Regions from separate parts of the Mus musculus genome. Here all the other regions are linked to region 2. Evidence: chromatin contacts called from public Hi-C and promoter capture Hi-C data. All regions are on one chromosome and are shown on one strand. The core of a region is the stretch at or near the end of the contact, and the rest is flanking DNA. Distances in the headings are between cores, read along the strand shown.

Region 1 (2,925 bases), core at 421-2,920, 350 kb before region 2:
TAAAAGCCATTCCAAAACTAAACTTTTATATTCAGTAGAGGAGTTTTGAACAAGGATTTGAAGTTAAATAGCTTCAGGGGAATTGTCCGTCTAATATGTAATGATAATGCTATGCTTGCACAGGTAAATGTCTTCGATTTTAGGAAATACACATAGCTGCACATATGTTGCTTTATATGTATCTTTAAGTTGACCCAGGGAATACAGAACATTAAAGCTGAGAGTTGGTATACTTGTGTCCATGATGCTATCCTTTATTATGTATTTAAGTTTAAAATTTCTTGTGATAAAGTGTTGATAGAAAAGGCTATTAGTAAAACTGTGTGGTTATAAGAAAGGTGATATTATTGCTAGAAAACTGTGACCAAAATGATGTTTCCTTGAATGGTTACTTCTTTAAGCCATCTGAAATTCCTTCTTCTAATATTTTCCTAAGTAACAATTAGGTGTTAGGCTAGAGGGATAGCCCAGCAATAGAACATTTACCTAACACACACAAGGCTAAGTTCTTCCCCCAGCTCAAAACATAAAAAAAGAAAAAAAAATCAATGTTAATGATATACAATGCAAAATCGTTTGAAGACTTATTTTTTAACATTCTGAATGTACAGCTATAAATTGTGTTCACAGTGTTTTCAATATAAAAATAATACAATCGTTGACCTTAACGTCTTCTGACAAGATTTTTAGAACCAAGCAATTTCTGGCTTAGAAACAAAACCAAAAGTATCCTGTTCTCCAGTGGATTCAGAGAAAAGCTGGTAATGACATCAGGTACAACTTCAGAAGTCACTGGAGCACAGCCAAGCGGGGTCTGTAAGGATTCAACCCGAAGGTGTGAATGTTAATGCTGAACTGTGCTCAACATCAGCTGTGCATGATGAAGATAAAATCAGGTAATTTTGTTTGATTTGGTTTTGTTTTTTTGTTTTTACCTTTGGTAATTTGGGCATGTTTAATTCATCTGTATAGATAACAATTGGGCCTAAATTCTAACCTATATCTACTTTATAACTTTATAGCATTTGTGTACAGAATTTGGAAGGTTTCTCCAAAAAGGGGGATTGCCTTATTTCCACATTTTTCTTCACTCTGAACTCTAATGGTTTTCTGCGACAATGCATTTTTAAAAAATCTGTCACCAACTGTTACTTTCATTTCATCCTAAAAGCAGTTAATGCACGTTTGTGATTCATTAAATAATTGAACAATTGATTAGTGCATATCCAAACCGGGATATCCACAGAACTGTTTTTGTTAACTACAAACATAACTTTACTAGACAATTGTGTTGCTGTAAATACACCACTGTAAAAACACCACTACAGGGTGTTGAAAGAAAACACATAGATAACAATGGTAGAGGCACGCTACCTTTCAGATAGGTCGGGCATGTTTCATTAGAAACAGACGGTTCCAGAGTCCCAGGCAAGGAAGGAGACAGTTCCCTCACCTAGGACGCTGGATACAGCTAGAAGGTTTTCGAAGCCCCTCAGATAGGACCCGCAACGCCCGATTTCGTAGTTGCTACGCTTAGTTGCTAAGACACAAACTGTCGCTCAGGAAGAGCCGGCTGTGCCCTCCCTTTGGGAGCCGTAGTAAATCATCTCAGGGTCGAGCGCTTTAGTTCCGGAATGAGCTTTATCTTCTCCTGGAGAGACCGGAAGACGAGGAGACTCGGGAGTGACGCTTCTGGGCCGCGGAGCACTGTGGGAGGAGGCTGTCTCTAATTTCTCCTCTCCCCCTCCCCCCTCCGGCCAAGATGTCTGACATGGAGGATGATTTCATGTGCGATGATGAGGAGGACTACGACCTGGTGAGGCGCAGGGAGCGGGCGGGGGCTGGAAGTGGGATGTGGCGGTGGTGCCAAGGCCGAGAGGCTGCAGCTCCCTCCCGGGGCTCGTCGGCCCGGTTCCGCCCTGCCCAGGGACAGGTTTCCCTCCTCGCCTGGCGTCGCGGGCCTGTGGGGCCTGGGAAGAGAGGGAGAGAGGCGGCGGGGCCGCCCTGGACGCTGGGCCCAGGGATAGCGCGGGTGACTGGCCGCGGCCGGTTCTCGGCGCCTCTCTGCCCGCCACCGAGCCTCCACGGCCCGGCGCTTAGGTCTGGGCCCTAGGGGGCCCATCTCTTCTCCACTCTGGACCTGAGCCGGTGCCAGATGCTGGAAGAGTGAAAACTGGAAGAGGGGGGTGGTCCATCCTGCTCCCAGACCTGACTGCGAAACTCGGGAGTCTCCCCCAAAACAGCCTAAGAGTCTCGCCCAGGGTCAGTTTGGGTCCCAGGTTAAGGCTCAGAGCAAGAGTAGGAGGAGTAGTTAAACGACTCGTCCCGTCCTCTAAAACATGACAAGCTCCGAAGAAAGATTTGCTTTTTGTTTGGTTGGACTGGGGAAAGGTAGGGGTTAAGGGAATTGGAACCAATGATCTTTTTCCTTGATTTAAGAAATTTCCCAGCATCCGTGTTTGAATCATCAATGGCATAAAAGTAAACAAACTTGCCTAGTTTGATTGGTGATTTCTTTTCCATTTAAGGTTTAATTGTGAATGGATTTACAGGTTTTAAACTGTACCCCATGATTTATGTTGATAGTCCAAAACGCATGCCTGTGTAAGAACTAAGAAAATTATCTTGATCCCAAAATTAGTGTCAGTTTTGTTTCTTAATTGGGAAGCAATTGTTCGGTTTTTAGAAAAATCCGATGATAGTGCAAGCTGTGGTGTACATGCTTGGAGAAGTCTGGGTCGTCTTTTTTCTTTTCTTTTCTTTTCTTTTTTTAATTTTGAGGTTTATTTATTTTATGTATATGAGTACACTGTCTTCAGGCACACCAGAAGAGGGCACCAGATCCCATTACAGATGATTGTGAGCCACATGTGGTTGCTGGGAATTGAACTCAGGACCTCTGGAAGAGCAGTCAGTGCTCTCAAC
Region 2 (2,943 bases), core at 148-2,647:
TGCTCACTTGTGCGCATGCGTATGCCGAGTACGTTGGTCAGAGGACACATTCAGGAGTCTTTCCTTCCTTCTGCCAGGTAGTTCCTGGTGCTAGAACGCACGTTACCAGGCTTGGTGCTTTATTTGCTCAGAGCCATCTCCTGGCCCTCGAATGAATACCTCTTTTCTCACCTGAAGATGTAGGACGGAATCTCCAGTTCATGGATCTGTTAAGAGGATTTTTTTTTGAAAGTAAGACCTCAATTAAACTAGATAATATATTTAAATAATTATGAATTTAAATCAGTGTTTAAGTCTTCCTATTCAGGTATCGAAGCAGTGCAGTGAGTCCATTATCATGAGGCGTGGTCCATTTTGAAAAGAAGATGGAGTTGATAACATGCCTCGATCTCTATAATCTCATATCCGGGCACAAGATGTTGAAAACAAGAAAAATCCGGGTCAACAAGATGCGTGCATTCTTAGGGTAACTGTGTGGAAAGTGACAGTTGGTGACTGGAGTCCCTGGTCCCTGCGGTCGAGCCCGATGTGGATTTCAGACACCCCCACCCCACCCCAATCCCATGCATGTGTGTGTATGTGCTCTCTGTATAGTGTGTACACATGTGAAAATAGGGTTATTTTAGGAAACCCCATTCCTAACTGAGAGTTGGGCGGGAGGATTGTCTGAAACCCAAATCACAGGCCCCCACATCACAGACTGAGACTTTCGCAGCCTCTTCATTTAGCCTAGGTGAGTAGCTTGACCTGAGCCTCGGGAGAATTGCTCCTCCAGCGGGCTCCTGACACTGGCATGCCCCTTTCGCCGCCGCTAACCTGTTGGCTGGCTCAGTGGTGGTGGCCTCACCACAAGCCCTGCCTGAGCCTCGGAGCCTACAATTTCTCCTCCCAGCCAGACAGCAGAAGACTGGGCTGAGAAGCGAGGGCCACTGCCACAGAGCCCCTTTCCAGCCAGGGCCTCCTGGGCCTCGTTGGCCAAGGTGTCCAGCATGCGTTCTCCGCGCAGGTGGCCCAGCTCTCCGTGCTTCTGATCGCGGGAATCTCGGGTCTGGACCTCTCAGCCGCAGGCAGATCGGTCTAAACCGCTACTCCACCTCTTCCCATTCCCTCTCTTCCCCACCCTGGGACGGAATATCCCAGGCCAGGCAGGACTGGATCACCTCCGCCTCCTCCCAGGGCACTGATCCTGCGAATGAGGGAGGCCCGGGTCCGGGCGGTGGCTGGCAGAGGGGAGTGGAAAGGGAGGATAGATGGGGCCGGGGGTGGGGTGGTGATGGGGGGAGGTGGGGAGGGTGTCATTTTCTTTTTCTTTCTTTCTTTTTTTTAAAAAAGTATTTCTCTCGCGAGAAACCGCTGCGCGGACGATACTTGAAGAGGTGGGAAAGGAGGGGGCCGCAGAGTTGGGGCAGAGACTGTGGGTGCCACAGGCGGCCACAGCTGGGACAGCTGCGGAGCAGAGCAGCCACCGCCGCCTGAGAGTCCGAGCCGCTAGTCCAGTGGGTCTCATGGGGTCCCGCCAGGGTCGGGCGGCAGGCGGGTGGCTGGAGGGCCGTTTGCGCGGCATCCAGGGCAGGAGGCCGGGCAGGGTGAGGGGATGTCTCGAGCATCTGCAGCTGGCCCTCTCTGCCTGACAGCTGCAAGATCCGGGACTGCAGTGCCCTGCTCCACGTCGGATGCAGGGGACTGGCGGGGTTGGCCATGACCCGGTATGTGGGCGGAGAGGACCCTTTTTGGAGAGCTGGGGCGTCAGCCGTCACCGCGCGCAATCAGTGCCATTAAGACCGTGTAGGCAGTCCGCTCGCGGGACGCCTGGGCTCCCTAGGGACACGGTACTTGGCGCCGCGAGGCCACAGGGTCCGCGGATGCCAGTCGCCGGGTTCTGGCTCTGCAGCTAGTTGGGATCGAGTGGTCCTCGTTCCTCCGAGTAACTGCGCCACGCGCAGGCGGCGCGCGGTCTGGGCTCGGCACCGGGGACTGCGAGCTTTCAGCATCCCGGAGCCCTGAGTGTCTCACCTCCCCGCCTTGGGGACTTGTCTGTGTTGCAGGACAGGCAGGGACTACCCGAAGTGGGAGCAGTCCCTGGAGAAGAAAGCTGTAGGACCCAGGCCGGGGACCTCTCTGCATCAGGACAGCCGGACAGTGAGACAGCGGGACCCCGGAGACTCGGGCCGCTGGAAGGCGCGGCGGCGGCGGCGGCGGCGGCGGCGGAGCGAGTGGCGGCCGGCGGCACCATGCGGCGAGGAGGGCTGCTGGAGGTCGCGCTGGCGTTCGCCCTGCTCCTCGAGTCCTACACGAGCCATGGGGCGGACGCCAATTTGGAGGCTGGGAGCCTGAAGGAGACCAGAGCCAATCGGGCCAAGAGAAGAGGCGGCGGAGGACACGATGCGCTGAAAGGGTAAGGGAAGCTCCCAGCTGCTTCGGTGTGCCTCCCCTCGCCCTTCTTGGGACTTTAAGATCCACAGCAACTGACAGGGCAGGTTCTGGCCCGTAGAGGACCCTGGGTGAGATCCCCGGGAGACAGCCTGGAAGTGCCAAAGTTACTCGGTCATCAACTCTTGTTCAGATAACTCGCCTTGTTCCTGGCCCAGAGGAGAAGTCCTGGCTGGAGGGAATCCTGGGCCATTGTTGAAGCAGATTTGGGGAGGCGAGAATGGTTCCTTGTGGAAGAAGGGGAGGAGCTGAAACCCAGAGAAAGGGAGAAGCCCACTGCTTCTGCTGCTTACCAATTCCAGTTGCAGGGAGAAGTGCTTTTCCCGTGTGGGCATCAGCTATTTGGGAGGCATCGCTGAAAGGGAAGAATCCAGAGACTGAGATGAGATGCGTGGTCAGGAGATGGTCCTTCCTTTAAGTCATTCTCATGAAAACCAGAGCTGTACACTCGCGTTCAGACACCTACCCTGGAAGTTTGTAAGGCAGAGGGTTTTGAACACTAGTGTCCGGCCT
Region 3 (2,700 bases), core at 125-2,624, 280 kb before region 2:
TATTTAGAGACTCTGTATTTACATTTCCTCTTACAGATCCTTCAAAGAAGGGGAAAACCTCAAATACCGTACTGCATTAATGACTTTTTAACTCAGGCTGGGTGTCTTGCAGCTAAAGACCACCGGTAGGGGCACAGCTCATCTCATCTTGCTGTCAGAAAGGAGGGTGAGCCGCTGTGGCTTATGTAACTGCCCTGTATAAATAGCTTTGCTTTGTGGATCAGCCTTAAATTTCTTCTGCAGCCATTGAATCCTGAGCAAGGGTTTGTAATAGACTCTAAGGAATCTGACATTACACAGCTCACACATTTTCAACACAAATGCATGTGCAACTGAAATAAAAGTGTGCATACAGTGGAAAAACAAAACCAAATGCACGAAACTCTCATGTACAGGCATAAGTGTTTCTCCATCATGTGGTTTGCAGACCAGCCTTCATATGTCCTGTAGACAAAATGCATTCATTTAAGCTGGCAGAAATACAGCTTCCACACTAACATAGCCAGGATCTTTACAGACCACTCTCTCCTTACAGACTTGGATTAACTGAAAAGGCTTTATGAACATCTCCCAAAGCGTGATGACGAAGCAGATTTCTTAGATATCCTTTTCCCTTTTCCAGACATAGATCCCCTGGCCAGTGACCCTAACAGCAGCCAACTCTACTCTCTTTCTTCACTGAAGTATATATAATTCAGCTGACCGACGTTATCAAGCCAGAACTCTTGTGGAGAGCTTGTGTGTGTTGGAGGCTGTCTAACTCCCCAGAGGGAATCTACCAGTAGGGTTTAGTTTCAAGGCAAACTCTAGTCTTTAAGGAGCTGATGACCTGGAGATTAAAAGGAACAATTCTTAACCATATGGGGAAAGCAGAGGAGAAGATAATCTCTTCTTGGGTAGTTATGCAGGTTTTGGGTAAAAATAGGGTTCGAAATGGGCAAAATCAGCCTGGAGTTGAGGCTAGATGTGAGTCTGGAACCGGGACAATAACATTAATTAATCATTATTTGTGGAGATTTTTTAACAGGGCTTCTTACCTATGGCTGCTACTCTGTGTATGCAATTTATTTGTGCAATTTTCAAAGGGCAAGATTGTTCGTTCTTTTCATTCTTTTAGAGTACTGACAGGATCACAGGACTAGTGAGCAGCTACAAGCTCTTCCAATATCCTGAGTAGGTTTTGCCTTCTGAGCAGTCTCTGAGGTCCCGGCAAAGTGAACACATGCGTCCTGAGTTCCAGGCAGCCCAACCTGCCTAGGTGGGAGTGGGAGGAGTAACCCAACCAGGCAGTGCCCCTGGCCTTGGCTGCCCGCTAGCCACCCCCCTCCCCCCGCCCCCGTCGCTCCTCGGCCATCCCCGCCCCTGCGTATCTCCATTTCCTACTGCGCCTCCGCCCTTTCGGTCCCGCTCGGCTTCCGTCCCAGATGATCCCTCCCCGGGGCGGCCGCCGCCTCCCCCGCCTTGAGCTGGAGCCGCCTCCCCAGCCAGTGGCGTAGCCGAGTCGGCGTCCGGCCGGCTGTGCGGAGTGGACCGAGCCCGGCGGGACCGAGCGGGGGGCCATGGAGAAAGCGGCCCGCGGCGCTGCGCACACCGACTAGAGCCGGCGCCTGTCGCCGGCGCCATGGACCGAGCGCCGGCCGAGCAGGTACGCAAGCGCCCGGGCTGCTCTCGGGCCTCCGGGCCGGCAGGCCGCCGAAGCTGAAAGGCCGGGGGAGGTGGACCGGCGGAGCTCAGCGGCGACAGCGTTGCCCTTGCAGCAGTCTGGAGTGTATTTCTTTTATGAAGAGACTACCGTGGTTTACCCTTGTTTTCCTGTCTAGTTACTTTGCAAATAATTATTCTTTTAAAATGGAGCAAGAGTTCAAGTTGAGTCCATATTCGTATTCGCACAGTAGTTCCATTAGTGGTCTGTTAGTGTTTTGATTGCATCGAATTCTTTCTGGAAGAGTTGGGAGGAAGGGCTAATGGCAGGGTGAAAAATAACTTAGAAGAATAGTGTCATGCTTCCTCCTCCTCCCCAGTATTTTACAGCTTCCCTGGAAACGACTTAATTTGACTGAGTGTGATTTTTGTTCGCTGTCAATTTCCCTCTACCAGGACCTTGGTCAGTTAGTCACATAGTTGAAAGGAGAACACTGGTGACTTGCCTGTTAGTTTTGCGAATAGTTAATTAACTCGAGTAAATGAGATACCATCTCCCAAGTTTCTGTTTATACATAGTTAACGACAGTTTTGGTTTTGAATCGCACACTTTTCAAGCCAAAACACAGCTTTCTAATTTTGAACACTTCGCCGTTTCTGTTGTTGATTCTTGTCGTATTGTCCATTCTATCCTAGACCTCTTATGAAAGATTTCTCCTCTCTCAGCACTTTCCACAGGACCTTACCACACAGATTTAAAAAGGAAAGCAAATCTTCCAGAGATTAGAAGTTTATTTTTATTAAAGAACACCAATTACCAAGAGAAAATTGATGTGGGACCACTTGGAAAATACACACTTCACTGTGGCCCGGAGTATTATGTTACAGTATGTAGTGAATTTATTAAAACATTGTTTTTGAGAGTAATTCTGAAAAAGGAACCTGAGATTTCCAGCCTTGACGAAGGAAAAGGAAATTTCCTTGCGCGTGTGTCTCTAATGAAAGGGTGGGATGTTTTTGTCCGTCCTGGGCACTCTGGAAGCACTAATGCATATGTAT

The links. A called contact is a pair of places that touch in the nucleus more often than the background predicts. Capture Hi-C pulls out chosen DNA fragments and counts their contacts.
Region 1: a Hi-C map of muscle stem cells shows a contact between it and region 2, with 4 times the contacts expected there. The contact joins the promoter of Cops2 here to the promoter of Fbn1 in region 2. A contact is called at or near these places in 1 of 39 promoter capture datasets (cranial neural crest) and 1 of 484 Hi-C or Micro-C datasets (muscle stem cells).
Region 3: a promoter capture Hi-C map of liver shows a contact between it and region 2. The contact joins the promoter of Secisbp2l here to the promoter of Fbn1 in region 2. A contact is called at or near these places in 1 of 484 Hi-C or Micro-C datasets (embryonic stem cells) and 1 of 9 other capture datasets (liver).

What each region holds. Positions count from the first base shown.
Region 1 is chr2:125,857,827-125,860,751 of GRCm38.p6, reverse strand. It overlaps Cops2 (COP9 signalosome subunit 2), which reads left to right and starts at 1,670. Exons shown (of 13, transcript NM_009939.3): 1 at 1,670-1,816. The coding sequence starts at 1,763. It also overlaps a transcript of Galk2 not described here.
Region 2 is chr2:125,504,892-125,507,834 of GRCm38.p6, reverse strand. It overlaps Fbn1 (fibrillin 1), which reads left to right and starts at 1,397. Exons shown (of 66, transcript NM_007993.2): 1 at 1,397-1,496; 2 at 2,046-2,395. The coding sequence starts at 2,232.
Region 3 is chr2:125,781,544-125,784,243 of GRCm38.p6, reverse strand. Secisbp2l (SECIS binding protein 2-like) reads left to right here and starts at 1,374. Exons shown (of 18, transcript NM_177608.3): 1 at 1,374-1,645. The coding sequence starts at 1,622.